4 separate regions of the Sus scrofa genome follow, and regions 1, 2 and 3 are each linked to region 4. Evidence: chromatin contacts called from public HiChIP or PLAC-seq and promoter capture Hi-C data. All regions are on one chromosome and are shown on one strand. Each heading gives the region's core, a stretch centred on a gene start, on an enhancer-like site or on the middle of the called end of the contact. The rest is flanking DNA. Distances are from core to core; before and after follow the strand shown. Region 1 overlaps LOC110262000 (a long non-coding RNA gene). Region 2 has its middle 210 kb from the start of RPLP1. Region 3 overlaps LOC110262000 (a long non-coding RNA gene). Region 4 holds the start of TLE3 (transducin-like enhancer protein 3).

What was found. Promoter capture Hi-C pulls out the DNA fragments that hold promoters and counts their contacts. HiChIP or PLAC-seq counts read pairs in DNA pulled down with a chosen protein or histone mark.
Region 1: a contact with region 4 is called in an H3K27ac HiChIP or PLAC-seq map of alveolar macrophages. The contact joins the enhancer-like site here to the promoter of TLE3 in region 4. A contact is called at or near these places in 3 of 5 promoter capture datasets (fetal liver, fetal skeletal muscle and liver), 8 of 47 Hi-C or Micro-C datasets (alveolar macrophages, blood, embryonic fibroblasts and 2 more) and 2 of 2 datasets of contacts at active chromatin or transcription factors (alveolar macrophages and skeletal muscle).
Region 2: a contact with region 4 is called in an H3K27ac HiChIP or PLAC-seq map of alveolar macrophages. The contact joins the enhancer-like site here to the promoter of TLE3 in region 4. A contact is called at or near these places in 2 of 5 promoter capture datasets (fetal skeletal muscle and liver), 6 of 47 Hi-C or Micro-C datasets (brain, embryonic fibroblasts, heart right ventricle and 2 more) and 2 of 2 datasets of contacts at active chromatin or transcription factors (alveolar macrophages and skeletal muscle).
Region 3: a promoter capture Hi-C map of liver shows a contact between it and region 4, with 13 times the contacts expected there. The contact joins the enhancer-like site here to the promoter of TLE3 in region 4. A contact is called at or near these places in 4 of 5 promoter capture datasets (fetal liver, fetal skeletal muscle, liver and 1 more), 18 of 47 Hi-C or Micro-C datasets (alveolar macrophages, blood, embryonic fibroblasts and 7 more) and 2 of 2 datasets of contacts at active chromatin or transcription factors (alveolar macrophages and skeletal muscle).

The regions. Positions count from the first base shown.
Region 1 is chr1:168,219,041-168,222,189 of Sscrofa11.1, forward strand. The region is part of intron 1 of LOC110262000 (a long non-coding RNA gene); the gene reads right to left. Among named protein-coding and RNA genes, the nearest start is that of UACA, 230 kb to the right of the region's middle. Within about 2 kb of position 1,416, at least 35 of the 83 cell types and tissues checked have an H3K27ac peak or open chromatin away from gene starts, as enhancers often do. A contact at or near this core is called in alveolar macrophages, embryonic fibroblasts, liver and 1 more, where this site is marked.
Region 2 is chr1:167,501,593-167,504,516 of Sscrofa11.1, forward strand. No RefSeq gene overlaps it. Among named protein-coding and RNA genes, the nearest start is that of RPLP1, 210 kb to the left of the region's middle. Within about 2 kb of position 1,304, at least 27 of the 83 cell types and tissues checked have an H3K27ac peak or open chromatin away from gene starts, as enhancers often do. A contact at or near this core is called in alveolar macrophages, brain, embryonic fibroblasts and 1 more, where this site is marked.
Region 3 is chr1:168,198,832-168,201,927 of Sscrofa11.1, forward strand. The region is part of intron 1 of LOC110262000 (a long non-coding RNA gene); the gene reads right to left. Among named protein-coding and RNA genes, the nearest start is that of UACA, 250 kb to the right of the region's middle. Within about 2 kb of position 1,425, at least 9 of the 83 cell types and tissues checked have an H3K27ac peak or open chromatin away from gene starts, as enhancers often do. A contact at or near this core is called in liver, retroperitoneal adipose tissue and subcutaneous adipose tissue, where this site is marked.
Region 4 is chr1:167,854,551-167,857,549 of Sscrofa11.1, forward strand. TLE3 (transducin-like enhancer protein 3) reads right to left here and starts at 1,363. Exons shown (of 20, transcript XM_021100790.1): 1 at 283-1,363. The coding sequence starts at 306.

The DNA.
Region 1 (3,149 bases), core at 166-2,665, 360 kb after region 4:
TTTCTCTGGTCGAGAAAGGAATCGTTCTCTTAAAAGATAGGGAATTTTTAAGGATGAGACTTTATTGTCACCCAGACCTGGGTTCAATCTCATCTCTTTCGTTTATTTCCTCTATGGCGTTAGACAACGATGAACGATGTCTCTACCTCACCTGCTCTCCTGGTCCCACCACTTTCCTCCTCAGACTCTTCCCATTGTTCCACAGCTCCTAAGTGAAGCTGGAAAATATGTGACATGTGGGTTGTCACTCCCAGCTCCCCAGCCTATGGATGACATCACCAACTAAACCCAGCACTCTTCCCTAATAAACCAGATGCAGCCTCAGAATCCTTCTTAATACAGTACTCCAAGCAGCCACCACCAATTCATCACAGTTAGTTTTCAAGATGAAATGTTCTTGCTACCTTTAGGCCTCTAAATGTCCTCAAATGTCACAATGCAGGTCTATTTGTTGTTCCTACCTTACCTCCCAGAAATCTGCCTTATAAGCTCATTTTCTACTGCAGTCATATTGAGTTAGTGAGCATTCCCTAAACAGACCAAGTTATCTTATCCCTCTTTCCTCTTGCACATGATGCATTGTCCATCCCACCCCACTCTCCACCCACTCCCAACCTTGTCCTCCTGGGGACACCTCTTAGGTTTCAGTTCAAGTGTTCTTCCCAGGTCATGAACCCTGAACCCTGTGCATATTTCTGGTAAAGTACCACACACCTACAAGGTCAAGGCTGGCCATAACCTTGAACTGCATGGCCAGCCAAGCAGCCCCAAGAGGTGAAGAGGCTTGGCATGAGATGGCTCAAGTGCCGAGCCACAGAGTGCTTGTGGATCTGGCCGTACCTCCCAGCTCTCCAGTCCAGGGACTCTGGAACCCCAGGCAACAGGGCCTTAATAACCAAACCTCCATAGCTATAGGCTATGAAGTAGAGAGAGGAAAGAAACTGGTCTTGAGGTTGTGAGCCCTCAGCCCATGGCCATGACATGTCAGCTGAGGGGGAAGCAAGCCATGGAGTTCAAAATAGAGAAAGAGGAGGAAATGAAACCAACTCAGCTCCCTGGCTCCCCCCACACCGCTGCAGTGCATTAGAGGATGAATCAGCTCGTGCTCTTCATTTCTTCCCTCTTGGAGGTAGTGGTGGGGCTGGGGGGGGAGCAAGGTATATGGTTCCTCATGTGGTTGCGGTCAAGGTCGCTGGACACTTGCTTCAGCCCCCTCCCCAGCCTGTGAGAATGAGTTCCGCATCCTCTCACGCCTACCCCTCCCCACCCAGGCAACGCCCTCCTGGCTTTTGCTTCCCTCTCCCAAGTCCAAGTCAAAGCACTGTCAGCCCCAGCCCCCACCCCTCTGGCCCAGCCAGCCCTGAGCAGAATACAGGGCACAGTCTGAAACCACATCTTGCAACGTGATTCACTCCATCTGTGGAAAGTCTGATGCAATTGTGGGTAAGGAGTCATTTCTGCTGATGAGGAAACCACAGCAACCCAGTGGGGGTGAAAGGGCAATCCATCAGGGCCACTGGGACCCACCCCCAGAAAGGGAACAGCCATGGGACAGCCCTCAGGCTCCCCAGAGCACCCCAGCCACACCACAGCTAGGGGCCAAAGAACAGAACCCCGGTTGGTACATGGCTGCCCACTTACTGAGACACAGCGGGGCTGAGGCTGCGGGGGAAGGGAGGGCCACTGGGCCCAGTTCAAAGACACCAACTCTTTCAGGGCACCCTGGGATGACCTGCCTTTCTCCCTGCACAATAAAAGGTGAACATATGAGGTTCCTGGAGGAGGCCAGGCGACTGTGATAGGAAAAGCCTGTCTCTGAGACCTGGGTCTGGTGCCTGAACCAAAAATCGGAACCACCTGCTGCTCACCACCCTGCTCTGGAAACATCTGTCTCCTCGAGTGAATGAGCTCCCACAGCCAGAGCAGGTGCCCAGGAAACATACTGAACTGAATCTGAAGTCCCAGAGCCCTGACCGCCCGCACGCTATGACCCGGCTCCTCCACACGCCTGCTTTGGGTGCCTGATCTGCTGCCCATTTCCGGGGACCACAAAGCCCGGCTCAGACACCTGCCAGTGAGCCCTGAGCTTGTCCCCCTGGCTGTCATGGATCAAGCCAGTGACCTCCCCTCTCTGGGCTACAGCACCCAGACCTCCTCACAGCTTTGTGCTTGCTTCCAGGACTTGGCATGGGATCATGGGGTATCCTGTGACAGCCCTCGTTTTGGGTCCTTTTTCTGTTTTTGTATCATGTCTCCACCTTCAACACAAGCCGTTCCAGTCATTCCATCTAGAGACGCCAGCCCTGCTGGAAAGCAGCAGCTCAACGCCCTAGATCTTGACACCCCTCCTGCAAGAGAGGCCTTATTATCCTCCTCTACTGGAGAAGAAACCAGGGCTCAGAGGGCAATAAAACCCACAAGGATATTAGCAAGAGATGACATGGGGGAACCCAAACTGTCTTCAAACTCCCTGCCTAGAATTCTCTCCAGACCCCAACCACCTAACCCAGTTCCTCCATGGTGTCTCCTGATGAGGGCCAAAGAGATGAGGAGCCCTCTAGGAAGTGCCAAGGAGAAAGTAAATACAAGAAAGAACGGTTGGTTCACCATTCAGATCTGCAAGTCCCAGACCTGCAGCTCCAGGAGCCATGTGAAACAAGTGCCCCGTGACACAAGTGCCAAGGCCCCATCCTCACTGCCTGTACCTCTCAGGCTGGAGGGCCCCATGCACCATACAAGATTGACCCCTGGTGGACATAACCTTGAACTGCATGGCCAGCCAAGCAGCCCCAAGAGGTCAAGAGGCTTGGCATGAGACCATCCAAGTGCTAAGCAGCAGAGTGCTTGTGGTTCTGGCCATACCTCCCAGCTCTCCAATCCAGGGACCCTGGACCCCAGGCAGCAGGGCCTTAATAACTAAACCTCTCATGTGGCCACAATGTGTGCTCATGAGTCATGAATCTTACTGTAAGCTGGAAGGCAGGTAGTCTTAGTTCCTTTCTATGGATGGATAAACTGAGGCCACAGCAGTGGAAGAAACTCCCTAACTCCAGTCAGGGGACCAATAACAGATCTTACACTTGAACTCGAATTTTCTGATTTAAAAGGCCACCCCCTCCAATTTTCCTAAAATTTCCACCATCTGGGTC
Region 2 (2,924 bases), core at 54-2,553, 350 kb before region 4:
CTTGTGTGCCAGGAGGGATTACAGAGAGAAGAAAGCTCTGAAGTGCTTCCAGGCAAGAGGGGTTGTCTTGGGAAAAACCATAGCCTGGGGGAAAGAGTCCTGGGGTTCAGATCCTGATGCTTTGACCCACTTCATGTCTGAGAAACCCCAGTTTCCTCATCTGAAAATAGGAGGAAAGACATTGATCTGCCTTAAAGGATTTCTCTGAGGACCTGATAGAGGGTGGGGTGAAAATGTTTTAAAAACCCTACAAAAGCTGAGGTTCTTGTTTCAATGTAGGAATGCTTCAGCTGCAATGAATGGGACAGGCAGCTATAGTGGTTTGACCAGCTGAAGCTTTATTTTTCTCATGAAATTAGAAGTCTCTGGTGAGTCTGTACAGGGTAGAAGGTGATATAAGAATGCCACTGAGCCTCTGGCCTCTTTCTGTTTTTCTGCACTAATGTCATCCTCATGCGGCTGCCTCATAACCACAAGGTGGCTGCTACACCTCCAGGCCTTGTGTTCAAGTTCTAGGCAAAAAAGGTGGCGTGGGGGGCAAGGAGGAGGAAGAGTTGGTGCCTATATTATGAATGAAAGTATTTTCTTAGAAATATCATAGCTCATTGGCCTGAACTCTAATCAAAGGGCCTGCTTCTAGGTATGCGGGTGGTCAGAGATGTGAGCATTTGTAGCCAGGCCCCCCACTAGCCTGATCAAACCCAGGATTTTGATGGAAAAGGAGAGGCTAGGGTCCATGGTGTGTGGCAGCTGGCCGTGCCCACCATAGAGCTGGACATTGAATTCACAGGGATCTTTTATATGCAGTCTCTGGGTTGGCGTGAAGGTGAATCAGGTGGCCTCAGCCTTTGAGGAAAAAGTGGATCACAGTATCCGACCATCAGAATGGGAAACAGAGGTGGGCTGGAGGCAGAGAATGGTGGGGGCTGCTGCACGTCTAGGAGGCCCAGGGGTAGAGGTTCAGTCATCCTTCCCTCCCTCCCCCCTCCCTCCTTCTCATTTGTTCAGTTGCATGCGTCCATCCCCCCACCCCACACCCCCCAACTCCCCACAGGGCTGGGAAAGCTGAATCCGCGGAGCCCATTTCTAGCCACTGTGTTTGTGTATGTCTCCACCCGAAGATGTCTAACCACAGACTTCCTCTTGACTCCTGGCAACAGAGAGAAAACAAAACCACAGCAGCTTTCATTGCTGAAAACACAAAACTGCCTCTATTTCTGGGAGGAAACACTAAAGACTCCAGTCCAAGGAGCCTCGGTTGGGCAGTCAAATCTCCACACTGTGCACAGTGAGGTCCAGGCGGGAGGCAGCCATGAGCTCAGGGGTCAGTAGGCCGAGGGGCGGGGCACTGACCGCTCTGGGAACCTGGGACCTTCACACACACTCCCCGACCCCGGCAACGCTGTTAGCCTCTGGGGCTGATTTTGATTTCAAGCAATCCGTGTTTTTCCTTTCTCTTATTTTCTGTGTTATTCATTTCACCTATTGATGAATTCCTATTTCATACTTTCTTCTCTTGTTTATTCGTTTTTCTCATTTCTTCTGATGTGTTTTTGGCGCCTTTATTTTTCATCTTCCTTAATAATGAAGGCATTTCAGGGCCGTACATTTTCCCCCGAGTTGAGATGTTTTCTGAATCCCATAGGTTTTTGAAATAAAAAGTTCCCCTTTTCATCTCTTTCTAGATGATTTTTAACCTCGGTTTTAATATTTCTTTTGATCCATGGGTTATCTAGAAGAGTGTTTATTAATTTCTAAGTACTTAAGAATAGTCTCAGCCACATTATTTTTTTTTATTTAAAAATTTTGGATTAGAGTCATAGACGGTGGCCTGTAACATCTCCAATTAATTTTTTTCCTTGTGTCCAAGTATGTAATCAAACTTTATCAATGTTCTATGGTGAAGGGAAAGATGAACTGGTCAGAAAAGAGTGGAATTCCACAATGTCCTGGTTCTGCAGACACAATGCCCAGTTCCAAATCTTCTACCCCTTTCTAGCTGTCTATCTGTCCACGGAGAAAATATAGAGTTTTTGAGCTTTACTTTCCATCTTTAAAATGGGAGCAATAGTGATAGCCACCTCTTTGCTTTGCTGTAAAGATAATTAGGAGATTGTGTATGTAAACGTGACTGGAATGGGGCCTGGCATACTAAACAGAAATGTTGCTATTTTTGTTGTTTTTGCAGAAAGGAAGGAACCTTTACTGTCTGTGCCCTGAGCTTTATTCCCAACCCAGAACTGTGGTTTATGGTTATTGTGGGGACTAGAAGAAAAGAGGAAATGGGTGGCTCAACACAGCCATCACCCTTCCCACGAGGGGAGGCATCTGTGGCCCAGAAGGATGGGGCCACTTGCCCACGGAAGCACGGCAATTTGGTGGCCAAGCTAGGCTTCAAACCCAGGCCTCAATCGGCCAATCCTTCCCCCTCTGCTGGCAGTTGATCTAGTTTCTCTCTTGAAAGAAGAGGCACTTGACCCAAGATTAGCCTCCGAGATGCTGGGAGGGCTGGAGGCTCTGGCGGGGTGACAACTTCTGAGCTTGTCATGTTATACTCTTGCCATCTGGGAAGGGTAACCCTGAGGTCAGGAAGTTCCAAGAGAAGATGTAGAAAGAGGGTTAGGATTGGGCATAGCTGGATGCTTTGGGCATCTCTGTTTCTTTGCTCAGTGGGGGGCAGGGGAAAGCTAAGCTTGACACGGGGAATGGTCCTCCAAGGCACCCCAAGAGGCATTGGTTGTCCTCTGGGCCTCAACCCTCCATACCAGTCTGCCACGCTTCCCCAGCCCTGACTCTGACCCCAGCAAAGCCCAGTCCTCCTGGGGACCCTGTTGTCATCTCTAGCAGGTATTTTCTGGAGCAGAGAGCAGGAGCAGGGCTGCATATTATTGATCAGAGTAGCTCGGCTGCATGCATAGGCTCAT
Region 3 (3,096 bases), core at 175-2,674, 340 kb after region 4:
CGTTTAGTAGCATGTCTGATTTGGATCTTCAAAGACTTAAAATATTAGAATAATAAGATAGGCCATAAAAGAACTGTATATGAACTACTTAAAGACTCAAAAGATGTTTATAAAGGCTCAAATAGAACTTCTGGGAATAAAAAAAATATAACTTTGAACTTAAAAATTCAATGGATGTATCAGACACAGATAAAGAATTAATGAATTAGGGAGCTCCTGTTGTAGCTCAGCAGAAATGAATCTGACTAGCATCCATGAGGATGCAGGTTCAATCCCAGGCCTCGCTTAGTGGGTTAAGGATCCAGTGTTGCCATGAGCTATGGTGTAGGTCGCAGACGCAGCTTTGATTTAGCATACACAAACAGCTACAGCTCTGATTTGCCCCCTAGCCTGGGAACCTCCATATGCTGCAGGTACAGCCCTAAAAAGACAAAAAAAAAATTAATGAATTAGAAGACAGATTTAAAAAAATTACCCCAACTGCATTAGAAGAGCAAAATAATAAAGGGGGGGTGGGAAGAGGTGATAGGATAAAAGACAGGAAAATATAGTTCAGAGTTTAAACTATAACTAACTGGAGCTCTAGAAGGAAAGAATAAAGAGAATGAGAGAGAGGCAGTATTTGCAGAAAAAATGCTTGACACTCTTCTGGATCCATATATATAGGAAGTCCCAAAGATACCAAGCTGTGTGAATGCACAAGTTGTCGTGAATTGGATGCAGAAAAGCTAAGAATTGAGCCTCAAAGGTTCATCATTGAAATCGGTGCACCAACTCAAACCAGGGGTCCACAGGAGGGCTATGGTGGCATCAATGGCACGGACATGGGAGTCTTGCAAAGGGACTAATCCATGTGGACAATCCTGTGGACAGGGACCTGAGCCTGGCCTTGAGGGATGTTCATACAGTGTTGCATCAAGAGACCTTGATCTGAGCCCTTTATTTTACAGAACAACCTAGGAGATTAACTGGAGGCGAATGTGAAAAGGGCAGAGAGGAAATGGGATGAGGCTCTAAGCAGGGGAAAGTACACAAGCAAAGGTGTGGAAACAAGACTAAACATCTCATGAGCAAAAGACCAACAGGAGTCCTGTTTGATGGATTGGGAAATATTTAAGGGAACAATTACAAAACTGATTGGATGGACAAAGTGAAACCAGCCTGAAGAAGACCCTTGAGAGATGAGCAGGTATGTTTAAACTTGAGATCATAGGCCAGGGGTTGGTAAACTACAGCCTGGAGGCCAAGTCTGGCCCACTGCCTGTTTTTGTAAATAAAGTTTTATTGGAACACAAGCACACCCATTCATTTCCATATCATCTATGGCTGGTTTTGCACAACAGCAGAGAAGAGTAGAGTCCATACCCTATGGCCTGCAAGAGCTAAAATATTTACTCTCTGGCCCTTAACAGAAAACGGTTGTCAATCCCTGATCTAGGCAGGGCAGCCAGCCAGCGAGGCCTTTCAGCCAATTGCCAAGACTACGAGGATAAACCTGGAAGTGGCTGAAGGACTGTGTGTTTTGTAAGAGGAGGAAGAAAGGTGCGTAACCTTTATGGCGTTCCCATTGTATACCATCCCTCTTCCTACATTATGATTATAACTTCTCAAAACCACCCTGCCTAGAAGTTGTTACTTTTTTTTTTTTTTTTTAAGAGATGAGGAAAACGGGGTCCAGAGAGGTGAAGTAATTTACCCAAGGTCAGCCAGTGTTCCGGGCAGAGCTGAGATTCTGTTTCAAGTTGGTTGGATTCCAAAGCCGATGTTCTTCCTACCACACCTCACTGCCTTTCCAGGCACTGTGTATCCCAGACATGAGGGGATAGCCTCAGGCAAAGGAGCTAGCTACTGTGTGTCATGGCCAGAGATGGTTGGAATTAGGGTGTGGTGGGAAATATTCCTCTCCGCTCTTGCAAACAGATCCAGGGGCCCCTTCTGACCTGGAGCAGGACCTCTGGCCCAAGGCTCCTCCAAAAATGGTTCCCAACCTGCCCAAACATTGACTCCCCCCGGACCCCCTCCATCCCACACCTCCAGAGCCACCAGCCGGGCCAAGAATGTCTATCTTACAACTTCCTTCCAGCCTCATCTCTCAGCACGACGCCAGAGGCAGTTGGGAGGTATGATACCATCTCCATATCTAGGAACCAAACCTGAGGGTTGGCAGCTCTGCACAGTGCCACCCACGAGAGATGGCCCAGTTGATTTGCAGTGAAATTGCAACACAGCTTCTGCTCCTGCCCCGGCTAGATCCCAGGCCCTGGAGCTAAGCCCATCAGGGCTTGCTTCCACCCCCCAGCCTGGCTCCTGTTCCTCCCATGACTAATTTGGATCCTCATCTGACAGCTACCATGACCACTCTGCCCAGATAGGGCCTCACAGACCTGCTTCTGTGTTTTGCGGTCAAACTGGTTCTTGACGCTTCCCCAGAGTTCCAGCAGGGTTGAGTGTCTGTGGGGAACCATAAATGGCTGCCCCTTGGGGTTGAGCTGGTTGAGGGCTTGAGAAGCCAAGAGAAAGAGGAAAGTGTGAACTCTACCTAGAGCCTTGGTTATCTAAATAGTTGTGAGACATAATGGAAGTCCCCCACTGGATCCCAGTGGGTAGGTCTGTTTCTTGTCAGCTCCCCCTCAGCCAGAGGCCATGCCACGTCATCTCTAACCCCCTGGTGTGTCCATGAGGAAATGTGTGTAAACACAGGCAGACAACCTCCCCAGAGCAGGTGAGAGGAGCCCTGTGACCCCAGGCCTACTGACAGCCTCCAATGGACGGTTACAACACCCTCCTACTCGCCTGCCTTGGGAAACAGGGAGGTATGTCAGCTCCAGGGACCCTGGACCCACACCTGCCTGTGTGCTGAACTGCCAGCTGTCCCAGAAGCAGAGAGAGAGCAGGAAGTGAGAGACACCAGCCCAGGCTTATCCCGCCGGCCTTCCTCAAACATAGCCTGCTGGCTCCTCTGCCGTAGCCACAACATGTGCTCACAAGGGGGACTAGAAGAAAAGGGATGAGCAGAGCCAGGAGAGGACCAGGAAGATGAGATTTAACAGGCATCTATTAGATGCCAGGCTCAGCACCAGGCATGTACAAACATTG
Region 4 (2,999 bases), core at 113-2,612:
GGGGGCGGAGGACAGCGTGAAAACAAACAGTTCCCCGGGAACACTGGCAGCCCCCCCCAACCCCCCCGCCAATCGAGCGGAATTAACCTCCTCTCGCAACGGCGCCCCCCCATCCCATCCCCTTTGTGCGAGCGCGCGCGCGCGCACACACATACGCACAGACACACACACACCCCACACACACCATAAAGGTAGCAACAAGCAAAATGGAGGTGCCAGATAAACTGCCTCGTTTACCCTGCCATGATAGATGCTTAAATAAACCAAGTTGCAATTACTCACCGGATGTCTGCCTTGCGGATACATGGCAGGGAGGGGTCGTGATTCTGAGAGCGTAGAAACGCGGAGAGCTCGGGTCGGGGAGGTGCGGGGGAGGGGGGAGCCAAGACCGAGCGGGGGGCGGCCGGGAAACCGAGAGCTCGCCCCCGGCCCCCCCAGCCCGCTCTCGCAGCGAAATCCCAGAGTCAGGCGCCCGCCCCAAGCGGAGACAAAGAGCCGAGAAGCAGGCGGCAAAGTCGTCGGCGGGCACCGAGGCCGGGCGGTGGGCTTGGGCTTTGTGCACCTAGGGTTCGGCTGACTGAAGCCGGCCGCCTTCCCCCCACTGCCTGGAGCGCGTCAGAGCCGGAGACTGCGCGGACATCGTCGTCACCCCGGAGGGTCCGGCGCGGGGTCCCGAGGTCCGGGGCCCCTCCTGGGGCAAGCGCGGGCGCCCTCCGGATCACTCAGCGCGTCGCGCCGGGAGGGGGACGCGCCGGGGCAGTCCGAGCATCCAGGGCGTTCAGGTCCGATCCCAGGGGCAGCTCTCCGCGAGAAGAGGAAGAAGGCAAGCACCGAGGTGGCGGCTTGGGCCGCAGGAGCGCCGGAGGGTGAGGGCGGGAGCCCGGCGCGGGCGCTTCGACGCCCCCCCTTGGAGAGGAGAGCCTGCTGTTCAGTCTGCTTCTGTCGCCGCCGCCGCTGCGAGCCCTTCCCAGGGCCGAGGAGGAAACTCCGCGCTCAGGAGGTGGGAATCAACCGCCCTGGCATCCTAACTCCAGCAGGCACAGGAAACCGCCGCAAAAGGGTCCTCGCTGCTCCCAGCTCGAGGGCCGGGTCCCCAGCGAGGAGCGCTTGGCGCCGCCGCCGCCGCCGCCGCCTCCGAGCGCGCAAGCAGGAGAGCGCTGGAGGGGAGACGCAGCCCGAGACCGGGGACCTCTGCGGCTTCCTTCCTTCCCCTCGGCCCGGCTCTCCTCTCCGCTCCCCGACAATCCCCCCAGACGCGCGCGCGCGCGCGCGCGCACACACACACACACACACACCAAAAAAAAGTGCCCCGGACCTGCGGATACCACACACAGACAAGCGAGGGGGACGAGCACGAGGTCTGAACTGCCGCGAGAGCAGTTCCAAATAGGGACTGAAAAGTAACAAAATAATGTGGCAGCTTCGCCAGCCGCTAACCAATGGGAGCGCGGGGTCCCCACGTGGGGCTGTCGGACTCGGCCTGCGACTGGGCGCCGCCGGGCGCGACGTCACAATGCCCTCTTGTGTCTAAAACTATGCATGAAAAGTAGCAATCAGGCCCTACCCGCTGGTGACTTTCGCAGGGGAGTGAAAAACAGCGCTCCTCAGATCAGGAATTAACCGAAAGACATATAATAAATAGATATATATTATAGTACTGGGCTGCTAAGGATTTCCCCCCCCCCCGCTCTTTTTTCCCACGATCTACTAGCAAATAATTATTTGGCGGGAGGGGAAAGAGAGAAGACAGAAGAATAACAACAAAAGAAAAAAAAGACAAACTGTACAGTCCTCAAAACCTGTGGCTGGTAGTAATGTATCAGTTTATTCTGCAGAGGCGGCGAAGGATTCCTCCCTCTAATCTCATTAGGTCTGCAAAGCAGCCCAATTAGATACTATAAAACAAACAGAATCACTTTGTCACTTTAATGTTTTCACTTCACAAGATTTAGGACCGATAAAATGGTGGCTCCCGAAGTTGCCTGCCACCTTAAAAAAATTTTGCTCGGAACTGAGGGTGTCCCTTTCTTTTCCCCTTCTCCTGCCCTCCTACTCCCCCCACCCCAGGCCCCCAGCTTTTCTTCTTTGTTCATTCGTCCTTTTCAGAAAGCCAAATAAACAGCGTCTTTGATGTGCGGCGGCTGCCCGCGGGGAGAAGCCTAAGGAACTCTCCTTTGGCGGGCAGAGCAGATGGAAAGGCCCGACTGCCCGCGGACACTCGGGTCCTCCCGCGCTATCCCCACTCGGGGCTCCTTCCTGGTGGAGACGGCTACGCCCTCGCCGCAGCTGTTCATTGAGCGTCGGGGCCGGGGAAGCGGAATCGGGAATGCCGTGGCTGCTGGCCCCACCGCGGCCCGGGAGCTCCGAGTTCCGTCCCGGATTTCTCAGCTTGCTCCCGGCAGGGTCTTCGCGTCGGCGGAAGCCTGTGGAGGGGCGCGCGTGCAAGCCCGTAGGTGTCTCGGCCGCCAGCCTTGACGCCCTGGGAGGTGCAGACTCTCATCCGCCCCCGTGCGCTCCTCTTCCCACCCCCGCCGCCGCGCCTCCGGGACTCCCCGCGCGGTTGCACACTCGACTCTGGGTCCAGTTTGCCCGCAAACAGATAGCCTCGATCGCCTGCACTCGGGGTTACATCAGGGCAGACGGGCCGTGGGGACATGGGCCTCAAGCGGCTGGAAGGCTGGAGTGGCCGCGCCCCAGATCCCACGGGCACCGCCGAGTGGACGGGCCCAGGTGGGCCCTAGGTACCCCCCTTCCCAAGTATCTCCGCGGACCTGCACGAACCCCGGGGCCCGCGGTTGGCCCCGGATCTATATTTTCCCCTCATTAGGAGCTGGAGTTCGCTTTTGCATCTTAATGAGGAGCTGAGAACAAGCGGGCGCTCGGAGGCCGGTGCGTTGGGAGTTACACGTGAGCGCCCGCCTTGGAGTTGAACCTCCCTGCGCCCGCTCCGGCCGCCAGCCCCGAACCGCACTCCTCTCTTCATTTATTTATTTTCCTAA